Linked DNA regions of Mus musculus: all the other regions are linked to region 5. A link is a contact called in public Hi-C, HiChIP or PLAC-seq and promoter capture Hi-C data. All regions are on one chromosome and are shown on one strand. The core of a region is the stretch at or near the end of the contact, and the rest is flanking DNA. Distances in the headings are between cores, read along the strand shown.

The links. Promoter capture Hi-C pulls out the DNA fragments that hold promoters and counts their contacts. Hi-C and Micro-C count contacts between places; a contact is called where the count stands out from the background. HiChIP or PLAC-seq counts read pairs in DNA pulled down with a chosen protein or histone mark.
Region 1: a contact with region 5 is called in an H3K4me3 HiChIP or PLAC-seq map of neural progenitor cells, with 8 times the contacts expected there. The contact joins the enhancer-like site here to the promoter of Sema5a in region 5. A contact is called at or near these places in 9 of 39 promoter capture datasets (the 3T3-L1 cell line, the C10 cell line, cranial neural crest and 5 more), 1 of 15 datasets of contacts at CTCF or cohesin (large pre-B cells), 4 of 484 Hi-C or Micro-C datasets (the HL-1 cell line, the NIH/3T3 cell line, granulosa cells and 1 more), 10 of 115 datasets of contacts at active chromatin or transcription factors (craniofacial prominence, embryonic forebrain, embryonic limb bud and 6 more) and 3 of 9 other capture datasets (embryonic stem cells, liver and pancreatic islet).
Region 2: a contact with region 5 is called in a Hi-C map of granulosa cells, with 3 times the contacts expected there. The contact joins the enhancer-like site here to the promoter of Sema5a in region 5. A contact is called at or near these places in 4 of 39 promoter capture datasets (liver, stem cell-derived epiblast-like cells and trophoblast stem cells), 3 of 15 datasets of contacts at CTCF or cohesin (the NIH/3T3 cell line and large pre-B cells), 5 of 484 Hi-C or Micro-C datasets (the HL-1 cell line, brown adipocytes, granulosa cells and 1 more), 8 of 115 datasets of contacts at active chromatin or transcription factors (craniofacial prominence, embryonic forebrain, embryonic hindbrain and 5 more) and 3 of 9 other capture datasets (adipose tissue, embryonic stem cells and liver).
Region 3: a contact with region 5 is called in a promoter capture Hi-C map of second pharyngeal arch cranial neural crest, with 4 times the contacts expected there. The contact joins the enhancer-like site here to the promoter of Sema5a in region 5. A contact is called at or near these places in 5 of 39 promoter capture datasets (embryonic stem cells, hippocampal neurons, maxillary cranial neural crest and 2 more), 1 of 484 Hi-C or Micro-C datasets (embryonic fibroblasts) and 2 of 115 datasets of contacts at active chromatin or transcription factors (large pre-B cells and stem cell-derived neural progenitor cells).
Region 4: a contact with region 5 is called in an H3K4me3 HiChIP or PLAC-seq map of craniofacial prominence, with 6 times the contacts expected there. The contact joins the enhancer-like site here to the promoter of Sema5a in region 5. A contact is called at or near these places in 7 of 39 promoter capture datasets (the 3T3-L1 cell line, embryonic stem cells, frontonasal cranial neural crest and 4 more), 1 of 484 Hi-C or Micro-C datasets (uterus) and 3 of 115 datasets of contacts at active chromatin or transcription factors (craniofacial prominence, embryonic forebrain and embryonic limb bud).

What each region holds. Positions count from the first base shown.
Region 1 is chr15:32,609,526-32,612,742 of GRCm38.p6, reverse strand. The region is part of intron 12 of Sema5a (sema domain, seven thrombospondin repeats (type 1 and type 1-like), transmembrane domain (TM) and short cytoplasmic domain, (semaphorin) 5A); the gene reads right to left. Among named protein-coding and RNA genes, the nearest start is that of Gm41289, 160 kb to the left of the region's middle. Within about 2 kb of position 1,327, at least 11 of the 459 cell types and tissues checked have an H3K27ac peak or open chromatin away from gene starts, as enhancers often do. A contact at or near this core is called in neural progenitor cells and neural stem cells, where this site is marked.
Region 2 is chr15:32,535,228-32,538,610 of GRCm38.p6, reverse strand. All of the region lies in intron 5 of Sema5a (sema domain, seven thrombospondin repeats (type 1 and type 1-like), transmembrane domain (TM) and short cytoplasmic domain, (semaphorin) 5A), which reads right to left. Among named protein-coding and RNA genes, the nearest start is that of Gm41289, 240 kb to the left of the region's middle. Within about 2 kb of position 1,515, at least 11 of the 459 cell types and tissues checked have an H3K27ac peak or open chromatin away from gene starts, as enhancers often do. A contact at or near this core is called in granulosa cells, where this site is marked.
Region 3 is chr15:31,853,397-31,856,681 of GRCm38.p6, reverse strand. No RefSeq gene overlaps it. Among named protein-coding and RNA genes, the nearest start is that of Gm32383, 220 kb to the right of the region's middle. Within about 2 kb of position 1,276, at least 3 of the 459 cell types and tissues checked have an H3K27ac peak or open chromatin away from gene starts, as enhancers often do. A contact at or near this core is called in second pharyngeal arch cranial neural crest, where this site is marked.
Region 4 is chr15:31,739,806-31,743,021 of GRCm38.p6, reverse strand. No RefSeq gene overlaps it. Among named protein-coding and RNA genes, the nearest start is that of Gm32383, 110 kb to the right of the region's middle. Within about 2 kb of position 1,256, at least 6 of the 459 cell types and tissues checked have an H3K27ac peak or open chromatin away from gene starts, as enhancers often do. A contact at or near this core is called in craniofacial prominence and second pharyngeal arch cranial neural crest, where this site is marked.
Region 5 is chr15:32,243,460-32,246,824 of GRCm38.p6, reverse strand. It overlaps Sema5a (sema domain, seven thrombospondin repeats (type 1 and type 1-like), transmembrane domain (TM) and short cytoplasmic domain, (semaphorin) 5A), which reads right to left and starts at 2,012. Exons shown (of 23, transcript NM_009154.2): 1 at 1,526-2,012. Snhg18 (small nucleolar RNA host gene 18) reads left to right here and starts at 2,163. Exons shown (of 2, transcript NR_038186.1): 1 at 2,163-2,443.

The sequences.
Region 1 (3,217 bases), core at 78-2,577, 370 kb before region 5:
TATTTTTCTTCTAAAATAACTTCTAGATAAGTGCTCGTGCCAGCAGGCTGTTTTCTGAGCTACAGTGAAGATGAACAGTGGACTGGCAGCAGCCTCCCCCAAGGATGTATGGTCACCCTGAGAACAACTGGGATAGATACTCAGTTTGGGATGCTTTGGGAGCCTGTTCTATGCTGGTTTCATCTACCACAGGGCAAGGGCAAAGATGAGGAAGCTGATAGAAGACAGCATAGCTAAAACATCTGGTGTTCTTGGTCCTAGAGCAGCAGTTCTTCATCTCCCCAAGTGTTGCGATCTTTAATAGTTGTAGTGATCCACAGGTATAAAATTATTTCCTCACTACTTTATAACTACAATTTTCTACTGTTATGATTCATAACATAAATATCTTTGTTTTTCAATAGTCTCTTGGGGTGTTGCGACCCATAGGTTGAGAACCTCTGACCTAGACAGTATATCTTGAAAAACAATTGTAGTAGAAAGTGAACTCAGTGGCTCACAAGATCAGACCCTATCTGTGGCAACTTCTCTGCATAGAGGGAACCATCAATATAGCATGGATGTGGGGGCAGACAGGCTGGCCCTGGTCTGAGTGAGTCACTGAAGGAGGTATGTGACCTTGAGTAGGACACTAAACTGACATCTGGACTTCCTACCTTCATGTGAACAATGAGAGTTTCAGACTTGACTCAATAATAAAGGAAAATGTGGCAGAAATGTAAAAACTACTGTGAAATTACATAAATAGTCTTTGAAAAACAGATAACCAACAAAATGAAAAATATAAAGATTCTCATGAGACAATTTTCTCCTTCAAAAGTATCATATTTACATTTGAAGCACATTATTTGCATAAGATCACTTTCTCTTTTTAAATATTGCAAAGTTCCATTTATGAAATAGAGTTCCTAAGAGTACAACCAAATTATTGATAGTTTACTAAAGAATGTATTTGGCAAAAAAATTTTTTTTTACATAATCCTATTATTAGCTCATTCTTAATCAATGTGCTTCACTAAGCATATTTATGGAGAATTAAAATTGTTTCTCTAAAAAACAAAGTACTATATTTTCCATAAATAATTTAAAAAATCCAAGCATGCTGTGTTTACCAGATAGAGTCTTCTTGTGAGTTCTAACTGGGGATGCTTTCTCGTCCTTCCATAGGAAGAGGACACTTGGAAAAGCACATTGGAAGACACACAGAGAGATGCTTGGTTCATAGTGTTTAGAATTTCCTTCTCAGAGGGAATACTAAGAGCCAAACACAAGCATACCAACTGTGGCACACAGAAGCCCAGTGTATGGGCTCACAGTGGAGCTGTGCTCGCTTGTCGTTTAGCTGTGAGCAGGTGAAAAATAAACAGAGGGGAGATTCAGCCACATGAGCGTCTCTTCTACCATGGAGGCTGAGGATGCACTTAAACAAGAACCATTCTCTTATTGCATCTGCACCTGGTGGCTCCAGCCACTGTGGATTCCAGATAGTTGATGGACGATAGCGTGACAGACAGCGGGCACCATACCTCTGTTGGTACTCCTACCCATGATTTAGGTGGTTTAGTTTCCTGAGCTGAAGAAGCTGAGGTGACCTGAACTCACTGAATGAAAGCACAGTGAAAATAATGAGTTATCTCATGCTTTGCAACTACACTCCTAGTCAATGAATGCAAGCAATGCCACACATGGCACAGACCCATGTTGTCCCGCCTGTGACCCTGTCTTGACCCCAGCAAGTCCTAGGAGAATTTGGATCTAACAGAGTAACTTGGGAAACTGGTTTCCTTCCAGCTATGCTTGGCTAGCAGATGTCTCTTGGCTACACCCCAACCATCCCTGTTATACAGTGAATGATCAACACTCAGAAGGGAGTTACATCTGCCTCAAACTGGGCTTGCACAAACATGCGCAGAACAAGTTTCAAACAGTCTTTGGTTAAAGTTAGAAATCAAAGACATATAAAAGAGGATCACTAATAACTGTCACTGTGTACTAACAACATTCACACTACAACTCATAAAACTATCCCTGTACTGTTCTTCAGCTCTTTTTGATATCAGAGAAATGTTATACAGATTTCATTTCACAGTACCATCCTGCAGGAAACATTGTATAACCATGTTTACACATAATGTATAACAATGGTTACACATTTAAAAAAGAAAGAAAGGAAGAAAGAAAGAAAGAAAGAAAAGAAAAGAAAAGAAAAGAAAAAGAAAGAAAAGAAAAAAAACCATCTACATTAAGAACATGCAGAGACCTTTCGACTTTATAATGTATACATCATCCCATTTGATTCTAGAGCAAGTCACATGTGTGAGCTGAGACAGTGAGGATGAAGTACATTGGAGCCATGGTCAAAATGATCAGTGACAGGTGTGTACTATGAATTTCCTGCCTCGGGCTCCCTGTATAGAAACAGAATGGCCTGAGCACTGCAGGGGTTTGCAAATAGTATAGTAAAAATGTCACTTCTACATAAGCCTTCCGGTATGTCTTGCTTAGGGGAATTGCTCTAAGCAAAGCTACCAAGCTCCTCTAGAGCAGAACTCTGTCAGAGTCCAGAATTCATTTTCAGTTTCCAACACTATAAACATTACAGAGCTAGTCAACTAGTGTTCATAGTCCTCTTCCATTTCCTAAGCACCTGGGCCTAAGTGCTTCCAAACCAACCCAACTAAACTTAAAAATACATTGTAGACAACACTGGACATTCCCTAGGAAAAAAAGAGGGTAGGGCTGGAGAGATAGCTTGTAGCTGGGAATTGGAAAGCATTTATGACATTTGGCTTTCCCTGTACCTCCAAGATTTCCTTCCCCTCACTAATTGATTATATAACAATGGGACCTTTGGAATAAACTGCAAGGGTGTTAGGAACAAGACATATCCTATAGATGATCCGGAATGATGGAGTTTTGGGACAGCATTGATGTTTCTTCTTAGGGGCATGAGCCTACTTTATCTTATATTCTCTCTCTCTCTCTCTCTCTCTCTCTCTCTCTCTCTCTTTCTCTCTCTTTCTCTGTATTCAAATAAAATATTAGCTTATCCTGGGGCACTAGATCCTAGCACTACCACTGAGAGTTATCATATACTGAATAATTCATTTTCACACCTATTACTGCTCACAATTGTTAGCCACATGGTTCCTCCATAGATATCCAGAGGTTAGTGGCATCACAAAAACCCATTTCAATGAAGACCCTGTGTCCCAGA
Region 2 (3,383 bases), core at 266-2,765, 290 kb before region 5:
ATTGGGTCCTGGTGGCTAGATTAGATCATTTCAGCTCACTCTTGTGCCAGCACCTTCAGTCTGGCATAAAATTAATACCAAATACAGGGCATCCAGTCATGGGCTTACATTCAACTTTCAAATTAAGACATTTAAAGAGGACAAGTCCTCTTTAAAGTCTGCTTCACAGTCAAAACAGCAGTACCTTTAGTCACAGTTACTGGTAAACAAGATTGATTGCCTCTGGAAAACAAGGACAAGCTCCCAGCAAAGGAGACCATGAAGCAGAGTCACCTGAATCATTCAAAACTACAGAGCTTATTGCACAGTGTGTCATGCATCAACACTCGTGGATAATGCCAGGGATAACTGCATATTCTAGCTACCACAATCCTTGTATACATGCCAGTCAGGGCATGACTGGTCCATGCCCAGAATACTGGCTCGATTTAAAACCATGATGCTTCATACATTACAAACTTTTCAAAGCTAACTCATGCTGATCAAGTTGACAGGTAGATTAGCACGTCTAGTCCCACAGAGAACTTCGATACTTAAGATGATAATGCCAGTTTTGAAGACAGAGGTGATTTACAACTTAAGTTTGTGAGTCATTTAACACCAGTCCAAACACTGACTTTTGTTCTTTTCTACTATTTTTGTGGTATGTAGACTTTTTATGTGGGAAGTCTATATATTTTTTCATATCTTCTTCTTGTAATTTTTCCCCTAGCTGTTAAAATTAGATTTCTGAAGATTCAGTTATGGACCAGTGACGTTATTTTCAGGAAATCTTGTGAGGAACAATCTTTTTTGGGTCAGAAAATGTCAAAGAAGAAACTACACTCAACCCAATATAAACCAAAGTAAAATAACATGCAGGAAAATACCAGCCTCCACCACCTGCCAGGAAGAATTGTTTCTCAAGTTTCCAAACCTAGGAGAATATAAGGTCAGGCTGCTGTTGCCAAACACTGATACACAACCAAGGCAGTCATAACAACTGTGCAGGATGGCTCATCCCTCTCAACAAACACAAGACAATGAGAAAACAATCCACACAGAACCCACTTGGTGTTTCGCAAACAGGAACAGTGCCATGTCTGTTTATTATGATCGTGTGGAATCATCAAGAATGCAGTTGTTATTGATGACCTCTGATAAGAGAGTGTGTTAATTCTGAGGTCCTTTCCTGGGTCAGGGTGCCATGAGGGCAGCGTCTCACACAAGAACTGCCTTGGATTCCATCCAGGACGGCACATATTTCCAAAAACAGTGAAGATACCAGCACAGAGGTAAGAGCTGTACACACAGCACTGTGACGTGCAGACTCCAAAAATGAAAATAAACTCACTGCTACCCTTGTGTGAACTTTAATAGGCTTCTTTCTTACATCTGTTTATAGAAAACTCCCTGTTGCACCTTTGCTCTTATTTAAATATAGAAGAGAATCAATGAGCTGATACATTCCTTTAGCAACAAAGAACTCATTATGAATTTAAGCTTTTATTACCAAAGGGGTTGATGTCATTGAACAGAAAAAGGGGTTCTGGTTACATAGCTATGAGCACTTCTGTATGGTGAAACACTTCAGCAGAGGAGTTGCCCACAATGGCTCTTGTTGAGTTGGTATTGTTGTTAAAGTTAAATATTGGGGAATGGAGAGAGAGCTATGTTAGTAAAGTGCTTGGTATGAAAGCAATGCAGGAGGGCAGGAGCTTCAGCACTGTTTCAAAAGCCGGGTGTGAGTGCACTTGCTTACAGTCCCAGTTCTGAGGAGGTAGCATCAGGCAGGACTGCCTGACTGCCCCGGTGGTCTAGCTTCACCGGGGAGTTTTAGGCAAGTTAAGAAAGCATGGTAAAAAGAAAGTAAGATACTTTCTCTAGCTCTTTCATTAGGGGACCTGTGTTCCATCCAATAATTGACCGTGAGCATCCACTTCTGTATTTGCCAGGCACTGGCATAGCCTTACAAGAGATAGCTATATCAGGAAACACATGGCTTCTAATGAAGGAGCTAGAGAAAGTAACCAAGGAGCTAAAGGGGTCTGCAACCCTACAGGAGGAACAACAATATGAACTAACCAGTACCCCCCAAAGCTGTGTCTCTAGTTGCAAATGTAGCAGAGGATGGCCTAGTCGGCCATCAATGGGAGGAGAGGCCTTGGTCTTGTGAAGATCATATGCCCCAGTACAGGGGAATACCAGGGCCAGGAAGTTGGAGTGGGTGGGTTGGGGAGCAGGGGAGGAGAAGGGTATATGGTACTTTCAGGATAGCATTTGAAATGTAAATGAAGAAAATATCTAATTAAAAAAAATAAGACCCACCAGGGTAGGTGGTACCAGGGTACAAGAAAAATGATACTCAAGGTTGGCTCTACCACCCCTCTGTCTTCCTCTCTTTTTTTCACCCTCTCTAACCTTGTTTCTCTGTCTCTGACACACACACACACACACACACACACACACACACACACACAGAGAGAGAGAGAGAGAGAGAGAGAGAGACAGAGACAGAGACAGAGACAGAGACAGAGACAGAGACAGAGACAGAAACAGACCTGCATAAATCTCAATCAAGGACATATATGGAGACACACATGAAATATATGTTGATGTATGTGATGCACGTCTGAGAAGAAAGATGATGAGTGTCGAGCCTGCCTGGGCTATAGAGGAGTTATGCTTAGGATGAGTGACCTGGTGGGACCTTAAACAGAGAGCTGAGGATGGAGCTCTTGTCTACCAAGTAGGAAACCTGAAGGGAATGCAAAAAAGGGAAAATATTAATATTCTCCTGAATAAACACAAGAGGTCTGGGCAGCAGGGTGAGCCCCAGGATTAAGAGAGAATATGAATCAAATGCCATCAAAGTTCTTAGATCTCCATCCATGCTGCTGCTGCTGGTAAACAAACAGCTTCTCAATTCTAGCGGGTGCTCAAGTAGCCTTCACATTTTCAAGATAAATATTAGCCAAGGACAAGGAGAAGAAATTGCAAAAAGAAAAAGAGTATGAGTTTTCATAAATATTTCATTACTTTGTCCAGAATACTGAAAAACAGCAACTACTCATACATGTTTATTAGACAATAGTGAAACAGGACCCATTGATGTTTCTCTGCTTTGAAGTAGAGGGGAAGCTTCGGGAGATCCTGCTGCTCTATCAACCAGACTCAAATCCAGACTTAATTAGAAAGCACAGCTTTTCTAAGGCTTCACATTATTCATGAAGAGAGGGAAAAGGAAATCATATATTAATGGTGGGAATATATTCACCATGAGAAGATAGTGAGGAACATATGTTATTAGGTATCGCACAACTGTGTAAGACGTGAAGTTGGAAAGGAGACTCTTCTAGATTTACAAGAGGATTAAGAGTTCTGGATTAATTTCATAGCAGTTT
Region 3 (3,285 bases), core at 27-2,526, 390 kb after region 5:
GCATACACACACACACACACACATATACATATATATATATACATATATATATATATATGATTGCCATCTCTATTAATGTTAGATTTGACTGTGGTTGTGACCCAGGTGATGTATTCTCTGAAGGGTGGGTGTATATATATATCCAAACATCATTCTTGGTCCACAAATGTGTACATGTTTCAGATATTCATTTGAAAATAAGGAGTAAGTCAAGCCTAGGTAGTACATCCCATGTCTATAAGAACTGAAGCATATGTGAGTGTTGGTCACTAAAGTGTGAGGGAGGGCTCTGGAAATATGCACATCAGACAATGTACTGGGACCCTCTTTTTTGGGAATAATAGTATCATGTGCTCTAAGATGAGATGGGTGACCAGGTGATGAAACTATAATAATACTCTGGGACCCAGAACAGGAATGCTGTCAATCATAGCAAAGAGGGGCTCTTATTTCAGGAATGATGGAGAACCAGCAACGATGGGGTCTCAATCTGGGATAAATACAACAGACTTCATATGGCTGAAGAGAGCTGAGGGCTGAGTCGTGAGAGCAGATTAGATTGGCATCTCTATTCATGTTAAATCTGACTGTGGCTATGTCCCAGGTGATGTAATAGTGGAGCTCTGAACTCTGAAGAGTGGGGGTGTCAGAATGATGCTCCATTCTCCAGACTGAACAACCTGGTGGTGCTTTGAACAAATGCAGGATAGTGACAGATCCGGTTAGCTGACAGGGGTCAGGAAACACAGGGAACAGGGTAAACATAGTGTCACTAATGCAATCCCAATCTCAATTTTCTACTCTGCCATTTTTATAAACTCTCAAAAGTCTCCAAACAGATCCATTGTTTTGATCACCAAACCCTGTTCCCAGATTTTCTTCATTTCAAGAATAGCACCAAGTTTTATCTTAATCAGGCCAAGGATTTTAAGTCTCAAAGTAAGACCACCAAGTCTGCAAGGCACCCTCTTCAGCTTGAAAGTTGATGTAAATTAATTTTCTGAATCTTGGATCAGAATAAACACAAACAGACTTCTTCTTCTTTTATTTAAAAAACAAAAACAAAAAAAAAAAAAAAACCAAAGAAACCCTTTGGAAATCTTACCCTAGAAACTGAACTCCAACCTGGCCAAGACCACATTCCTCTGAGACAAACATGGCCAACACCACTCCGTTCAGCATTCTCAATTCAACCTTGATTAAATAATGGGAAACACTTGGATATAATGACTGCATACAGATGTCAACAACCAGAGAACTTTTGCCCTTGGTCCCTCCTGCCACATGGCAAGCTTCCCTCCTACACAGCGATTAGCTCAGTGCAGCTCTAACCTATAGCCACGTTCCAACAGAAACATTTCAGTTCTCCTCATTGTAGCCAGAAAAGGACAGAGCATGCTAAAATGGTTACTAACCAATTTTCATAATCAGAAGGAATTGTACTATATTGGCCAAAATATTAGTCATGGGATTAGAATCTATCCTCCCCTGAACAGGCTAATCCTCTTACAGATAGCTCAAAGTAATCAGGTTAGCTTCACAGTAAATTTTAGTAAACCCATCACTCTTGCAAAGGAATTTCAGAAAAGGAAAAGATCAAACAGTTCTTCAAACCCTTCATGCAGATGAAACACTGGGCAGAATAAATGTCTTACAAAGCACTTATATAATTGATTTAAGCTAAAATACCCTAATAGAGATACATTTGCCATCACAAATGGATTTGTACTAGAAAGCCTTCCACCATGGAAACAAATCTCGGTGCTCGTTTTTGAAGAACATGACAGCAGCAAGAAAGGGCAGAGGAAAACATCTCTCCGAGCAGCGTGCCTTCCAGCAGGTTTTATGTGAAAGCTTCAGCAGGGCTTTTGAAGCTCATGATGACCAGACATCGTGGCTGCTTGTTCTGTACTCCTCTGAGCGGAGCTCCCTCTGAGCAGCCACGGTGACTCTACAAGCAGACTCGGGTGGCACATTTCTGGACATCTGTCACATTTTGGGGTACACTCATTCAGTGCACCTTGACATACCCAACTTTTTCTTACACATTATTTTACAAAGCTACTGCCATGTAGTACCTTCCTTTAGCTTGCAAAGCTGCTTGAGCACCCAGGAATGATCCATTGGTTTCCACACAGATTCAAGCTTTCACTGGATCCCTCCATGCACTACTGACTCTTTCTCATATATTGACCTCATTGGTTCACTGTCCAATCCAGACACACAGCATAAAAAAGATGTTAGTAATCAGGTCTTTCTAACTATCCACATGACTGATTTTTTTTTAAAAAATCCTGACCGGTAAACACCTCAAATAGAACACGTGGCAGCATCACCCCCAACCGTCCCCAGTAAGTGGCCTTGCATCTATCCCAGAGACTCTGAAAGGCCTATTTGAGGACAAGCACACACACCCAAACTAAAGCACTGCATACTCTTGCAGTGACTGACAAGAAGAGAAAAAGATCCCCACCTCAATATATGTTCCCAAGATGCCACCTTTCTGCCACTAACCCAGCACAGGTCAACCCCTCTGCCTACAGTAGAGTGCTAATGGCAGTAACCAACATAACGGCAATAAAATGTTTTGTGTTTTTGAAGAATAGTAGTGTGATGGTTCATTGTCCATGTCAAATTATATTCCTGTAAGTGGTCAGACTGGGAAGGTACCATTCTGGCTGAGGTGTATATCTCAATTAGTGGACTCCAAGGAAAATGGAGTGTCTTCCATAAGGTACATGAATCTCATTCAATCAGCTGAAGACCTGAATAGAAGAAACAGCAGACACCACAACCAAGCAAGAGGTAAGCCTGGCAGCAGAAGGCCTCGTACGTGACCGCAAACTATGGACCGTCAAGCTCTGTCATCACGAGAGCAAATTCCATAACATCTCTCTTTCTCCTTCTCCTCTCTCTCCTCATTATATATGCAGTTACATGCCACTTAAAAATAGCAATAACAAACAATAAATCAAGCCAGGTGTGGCAGAATCAGCATTAAATCTTGGCATCTGAGAGGCAGAGGGATTCCTGTAAGTTTGAGGTCAGTCAAGGCCTCCTAGTGAGACTCCTTTTTTAAAAAACAAAGCAAAATGGTGGGTGGCTCATAACAAAATAAATAAAAATAACAACAGAAACAAGAGCAATGGTCTCAGAAATGTGTCAATAGGTGGTCTCATCATTTGCAAGTATCAAAGTGTAGTTACCCAACTCAAGACAGGGCATCACCACCTAGTGGTATCATCTTAGGGGACCATCGCTGTCTATGCAGGTTACTGTTGACCC
Region 4 (3,216 bases), core at 7-2,506, 500 kb after region 5:
AGCCCTGTAAGATTTGAAAAGTCTTATGTATCCTTCCATTGTCTTTGGGATGAACTCACCCCTAGGCATTCCCAGATACAAGCTGTTGTCTACTTTGGTAGATTCATCTCATCATCTTTGACATGCAGAACTGCCTAAATCATCATCCCTTGTCACTCACAAGCAGGCTTGAGTATAAGCTCTTGCCTCAAACAACACCCTTCACATTCCAACTCCTGGCACACAGTGGTTTAGATGTACTCATGTGAACAGCTCCCAATGGCTTCTTGAGTTGCATTTTAAATAAATTTCCATCGAGGAAGATGTTCCTGGCCTTTTGGCTGGGCTGGGCCTCTCTGCAGTGTATTGTAGTCTTTCTTGATCATCATAATGATGCTTCATCTTTCTCCTAAAAATTTAGTTTTTATTCTAGCCCATAAACTCCATAGCCCTGGGACTAGTTTCACTCATTTTGTATCTCAGGATAAAACAGATTCTGGTAAAGCATGGACACTAAGAATCATGAATAAAAAAGAAGGCAATATCTCACCTCTTCAATGAAGCCTTTCTCACCCTTCAACATAAATGATTTCTCAAGCTTCACAAAATTGTCATATTAAGGAAAATTGTTCATCTAAGGTAGGACTGTTCTGTGTGTTATAGAATGTCTAATACCGTTGATAAGTACCATTAACATAGGCTTCTCACAAACTGGGAATCACAGCTGTCTCCATCTTAGAGACGACAGGGCCAAGCTGGCTTCTTTCCTCTCTCATAACATCTGCACAGCTGCTTTTTATCATTAACATCTATTATCACTTGGGATTTCTTTCCTGGGACATGTGCATTAATTTTGTTGAACCAAAGTACTAAAACCTTCTTGAAATCAGGTCCCCTCTGCTAGTGTCCCCATAATGCTGTATCCAGACCCAAGAATGACAACACTGGGTGTGTGTGTTTGTCAGTGGAAGAAAAGGCAGCCAAGCTTCCACATTGAAGATGGATTCTGAATCTGTAGCTGACATTTATCTACCTGCCTAGAGTCACTTCACATTTCAACATCGGTGAGCTCAACATAACCAGAAAGCCCCGCTGACCTCAGGATTGTGAGCCTTCCTGAAAAGATAGGAAAGCAGTGCAGAACTATCGTCTCCCCATCTGGAATTCATTAAACTCTCATTTCTGAAAATTCAACAAAATCAACTGAAGTGCATGCAGCTTGCTGTGCGTGCTGCCATGGCTCCCTGGAAATGATCCCTTCCAAGACACAGAGCTCAGTTCTGCATGCTTTCTGGTACACTCCAAAAAGCATCAAAGGGTAGGGTGCCAACTTGCCTTTGGACCCTCTGTAACAAAACATGACTTTTCTTAAACTATCTTTGCATGCTTAATTATCTTTTTACAAAGTAGTAGTAGTAATAATAATAATAATGATGATGATGAATTACAGAAAAATATCAAACATTAAAGTTAATCCTTTTTAACTACTTTTTATTTCAGAATTTCATATATGTTTACCATATGTTTTGATCAAGCTACCTCTGAACCCCTCTCCTCCAATTCCTTATTTTTCCCTCCCAACTTCCTGTGCTTTGTTCAAATAATTGTTCAAGATCAAGGGCCTCCACATAAAACCAGATACACTGAAACTAATAGAAGAGAAAGTGGGGAAGATCCTTGAACACTTGGGCACAGGAGAAATTTTCCTGAGCAGAGCACCAGTGGCTTATACTCTAAATCGACAATAAACAAATGGGGCCTGATAAAATTGCAAAGCTTCTGTAAGGCAAAGGACACTGTCAATAGGACAAAACAGCAACTAACAGATTAGGAAAAATTCTTTACCAATCCTACATCAAATAAAGGGCTAATATCCAATATATACAGAGAACTCAAGAAGTTAGACTCCAGAGAACTAAATAACCCTATTAAAAAATGAGGTACAGAGATAAAAAATTTTCAACTGAGGAATATCGAATGGCTGAGAAGCACCTAACCAAATGTTCAACATCCTTAGTCATCAGGGGAATGCAAATCAAAACAACCCTGAGATTCCACCTCACGCCAGTCAAAATATCTAAAATCAAAAACTCAGGTGACAACAGATGCTGGCAAGGATGTGGAGAAAGAGGAACACTCCTCCATTGCTGGTGGAATTTCAAGCTCGTATAACTACTCTGGAAATCAGTTTGATGGTTCCTCAGAAAATTGGACACAGTACTACCTGGGGACCCAGCTATACCATTGCTGGGCATATACCCAAAAGATGTTCCAACATGTAATAAGGACACATGTTCCACTATGCTCATAGCAGCCCTATTTATAATACCCAGAATCCAGATGTCCTTAAACAGAGGAATGGATACAGAAAATATGGTACATTTACACAATGGAGCTATTACAAGCAATGAATTCATGAAATTCTTAGGCAAATAAATGGAACTAGAAAATATCATCCTGGATGAGGTAACCCAATCTCAAAAGAATACACATGGTATGCTCTCACTGATAAGTGATATTAGCCCAAAATCTCCAAATAACCAATATACAATTCACAGACTACATGAAGCTCAAGAAGAAGAAAGACCAAAGTGTGGGTGCTTCGGTCCTTCTTAGAAGGAGAACAAAATACTCACAGGAGCAAATATGGAAATAAAGTGTAGAGCAGAGACTGAAGGATAGGCTATCCATAGACTGCCCCACCTGGGGATTCATCCCATATACAGTTACCAAACCCAGACACTATTGTGGATGCCAAGAAGTGCATGCTGAAAGGAGCCTGATATGGCTGTCTATTGAGAGGCCCTGCCAGAGCCTTACAAATACAGAGGCAGATGCTTGCAGCTAACCATTAGATTGAGCATGGGGTCCCCAATTGAGTAGTTAGAAAGAGAACTGAAAGAGTTGAAGGGGTTTACAACCCCATAGGAAGACCAACCATATCAATCAACCAGACCCCCCAGAGCTCCCAGGGACTAAGCCATCAACAAAGGAGTACACATGGCTCCAGCTGCATATGTAGCAGAGGATGGCCTTGTCATGATCAATGGAAGGAGAGGTCCTTGGTCCTATGAAGGCTCAATAGACACCCCAGTGTAGGGGAATCGAGGGTGGGGAGATGGGAGTGGGTGGATAGGTGGATGAACACACTCATAGAAGCAGGCAGAGGGGGGATGGGATAGGAGGTTTCCAGGAAGGGGGTGGGGACTTGATGATGGGATAACACTTGAAATGTAA
Region 5 (3,365 bases), core at 763-3,262:
CCGTATTACACATAACTCTTATACCTTCGCGCAGTTTCAATTGTTAAGTCCAATTGTCAAAGGAGAAAAATGTGTACCCTGAGGAGTTTGTAGGAATGTGTCTTAGGAAGAAACCTTTCCAGATAGACGGCTTCCGTCCAACTTTTCTGTCGCTTAACTACGCTAAAAAGCTCTCCTGGGTAAAGAGAACACTTCTCTCAACTCTTCCTTTTGAGAGGAAAAGAGGATCGCCAAGGGCGATCGCCAGAGATCACTCCCCTCCAACAGTTCCTCGGAACATCCTGAGCACCGATCTTCTCCTGGCCCCAGACCGTGAACCCGGGTATGAAATGCCTTAGTCTTCCTCAGCAAAACACCCTGGCGGAGTTGTGCCCTGGTCCCACTAACCCCAAATTTTCACGAACACCGCAGAGCCCCTGTGCAGAGAGCAGGAAAATGTCCCCTAGTCCACCGTGCAGGGAGGTAGGCGATTCCGACCACCAATCCCGGTTCCAGATCCCACCAAGCAAGCCTGGCCTAGCGCGGAAATCACAGCAAAAATCTGTGTTTTACTGCTGCCTAGGACCCCTGACCCATTTGCCCAGGACAAAAACACTAACAAGCTCTGTGACATCCTCTCCGAAAGCTCGCTCTTGGCGCCCCCTGCCGGGAATCTCCGGGACGCCGCAGGCGCAGGAAAGTTAAAACCCAACTCAAGGCAACCGCATCCAGGTACAAACAACAAAAAAGGACGTGAAAGCGCTTCCCGCCAAAGCCCGGGGCGGGAGGTGAGGGGTACCGGGACCGGGACCTACCCGCTCTGGGCCCAATTCCAAGGGCGATCGCCGGAGATCACTCCCCTCCAACAGTTCCTCGGAATATCCTGAGCACCGATCTTCTCCTGGCCCCAGACCGTGAACCCGGGTATGAAATGCGTGCGGCTGGGCTGCCCGCAGACGGGGGCTCTGCGATTGGAGCTCATCCTGCTGAAGCCCCAGGCTTCGCCATCCCTGCCTTAGTCTTCCTCAGCAAAACACCCTGGCGGAGTTGTGCCCTGGTCCCACTAACCCCAGATTTTCACGAACACCGCAGAGCCCCTGTGCAGAGAGCAGGAAAATAAATGTCCCCTAGTCCACCGTGCAGGGAGGTAGGCGATTCCGACCACCAATCCCGGTTCCAGATCCCACCAAGCAAGCCTGGCCTAGCGCGGATTACGCACACAGATCTCCACGGGTACCTGAAAGGTGCTGGCCGAGGTGCAGGCTTGCCCACTGACCGGTCGCACACCCGGACCTTCTCAATCCACGCTCGTATCCAGGGAAAGGCTAAGACACAAACTTCCAGCCCGTGCACTATCTCCACTGCGACCGCCCCCGCTTTGATGGTAGTCCTGCACGCGCCTCTGCCAGGTTGTCCCCACCCAGGTGTCTGCAGAGTGACCCTACCAGAGACTTACACCACCCGCAAATGGACCAGTGCCGAGTCCAGTTCACACGTGCAGGGTCTCAGCTATGACACTCAGGGACTCTGCGGGGAGAGAGCTCACCAGATGCCGGGCGCGTTCCTCCTGCTAGTCATCCAGCGCCCCGGGGCCCGGAGCTGCTCCAAGGGTCCTCTTCAGTGTACTACGAGGGAAGTCGAGGCAGCCGCCACCACTGCACCCCGCCACTTCTCCAGAGCTATCCTCCTCTCGCAGCGCGCCAGGCTGGGGACCAGCTAGTCTGCCGGAGTCTCCAGTTGTGCAGCTGAGTGGACAGGCTCGCGCCGAGAGAGGGCGACCGGTGAGGTGGCAAAGTTGGGTACCCTCTGCTTAGTAGCTGCGCGTGGGAACCAAGAACACCCCCAAAAAGGATTGCACGTGCCGGGACGCCCCCGCAGTGGGAAGGTGGGATACAGAGGTCGCCACAAGGCTGGGGCCACCGTCAGCCAAGGGCTGAGGAGCCCACCCGCGGCGGGAGCGCAGCGCGCGCGGGAGTGGGCACAGCGTGAGCAGCCGCTGCTGACGCCGCCTTCCTAGCGAGTAGACCAGCGCTGGGTGAGCGGGCCCAGAGCTCGGGGCGGGGAGCACAGGACCGCCTCGCCTCGCCCCGCCCCCGCCCCGCCCCCTCCGCCGCACCTCCCCTACTCCGCCCCTCCCGCGTGCAAACTGAGCGCCCCACCCACCCCTGACCTTCCCAGGCCCCTCCTCTAGCCCCGCCTCTTCCCGAGATGGGACCCCCAAACACTCCCCAGGGGGCTCTCTACACACCCCAGGAGTTCTATTTGTGCCACCAGAGTGCAAGCTCACCCAACTGGTGACTTTTTTCGAACTCCCTTCCTCGCCTGGAAGAGACCTTCTTTGGCTACCCGCCCCTTGCCCGGTGGCTCCTACGTGGCTACTTTGCAGGATGGGCTGTATAAAGGGCTGGAGGCAGTTCAACCCAAACCAGAGACGTGGCGTCTGCTAGGCCTGCCTAAGCTCCAGGTAAGTGCGTGCCCCCGGCGGATCGCGGGTGGGAAGAAAGTGGAAGTTTAAGATTCAGTTCTTCTGTGTCATCATAAGAAGACTGGGGTGTGCTTTGGGGGTGGTGAGGGGCCCGCCGCGGATTCTTACAGGCGAGCTGGGCCCAGCAAGGCTCTCAGTTCTTGAAAAGGATAGATCAGAGAAATGAATAAATCTGCCATCCAAGGAAATAGAGCAAGAGGTTCCCAAGTAGCCCTAATGGGAATTAGGAGAGGGTTACCTCATGGACAGAAACAGCTGGGCTAATTGGTACTCCGCAAGTATCTTGGGAGTTTACTGAGTGAGCATGGGGGCAAAAAGTTTATCTTGGAACGCAAAGTAAATGCCTTGGGAAGGCAGCTTTATTGACGCGTTGTTCAGTTCTCCTTCTAAGGAAGTGATCAACTCACCAAGTTCTAAACAACATACAAGGTTGTGAAGAGGGGAAATTACAGGATAAAGTCAGAAACCGTGGATCCCTGCCCCTACAGCCATGCTTGGCGATCCTTTTCCCTCAGGATAGGGTAAAGGAACGATGTCTTCAGGTTTTCCTCCCATATCGGGCCTTGTTGGTGGCCTCGGGTGCTTTTGCATAAGGAACCTCATCAATGAGTTTCTTAGCTGCAAGACCTAAGGATGTTCCCATTTGCCACAATCACATCCTGGTATTGGCAGGTTGCAAATGTGCCCTGGTAGGGGATAGGGGCGCCGGTGACAGTTCGGGGCCTCTGTGAGGGTTCCATGATGCTAAACAGGGACCGGGTAATAGCTGGAATGTGTCACCGCTCATCCAGGACCACAGAGATTCAAGAGGAGGTGAATAGAAGCACAAGTTGCCACCAATTTGTTGTGTCTGTCACCTTCAAATGAAAGAATTAGGCGAAACCATTTTTGAAAGAGTCCA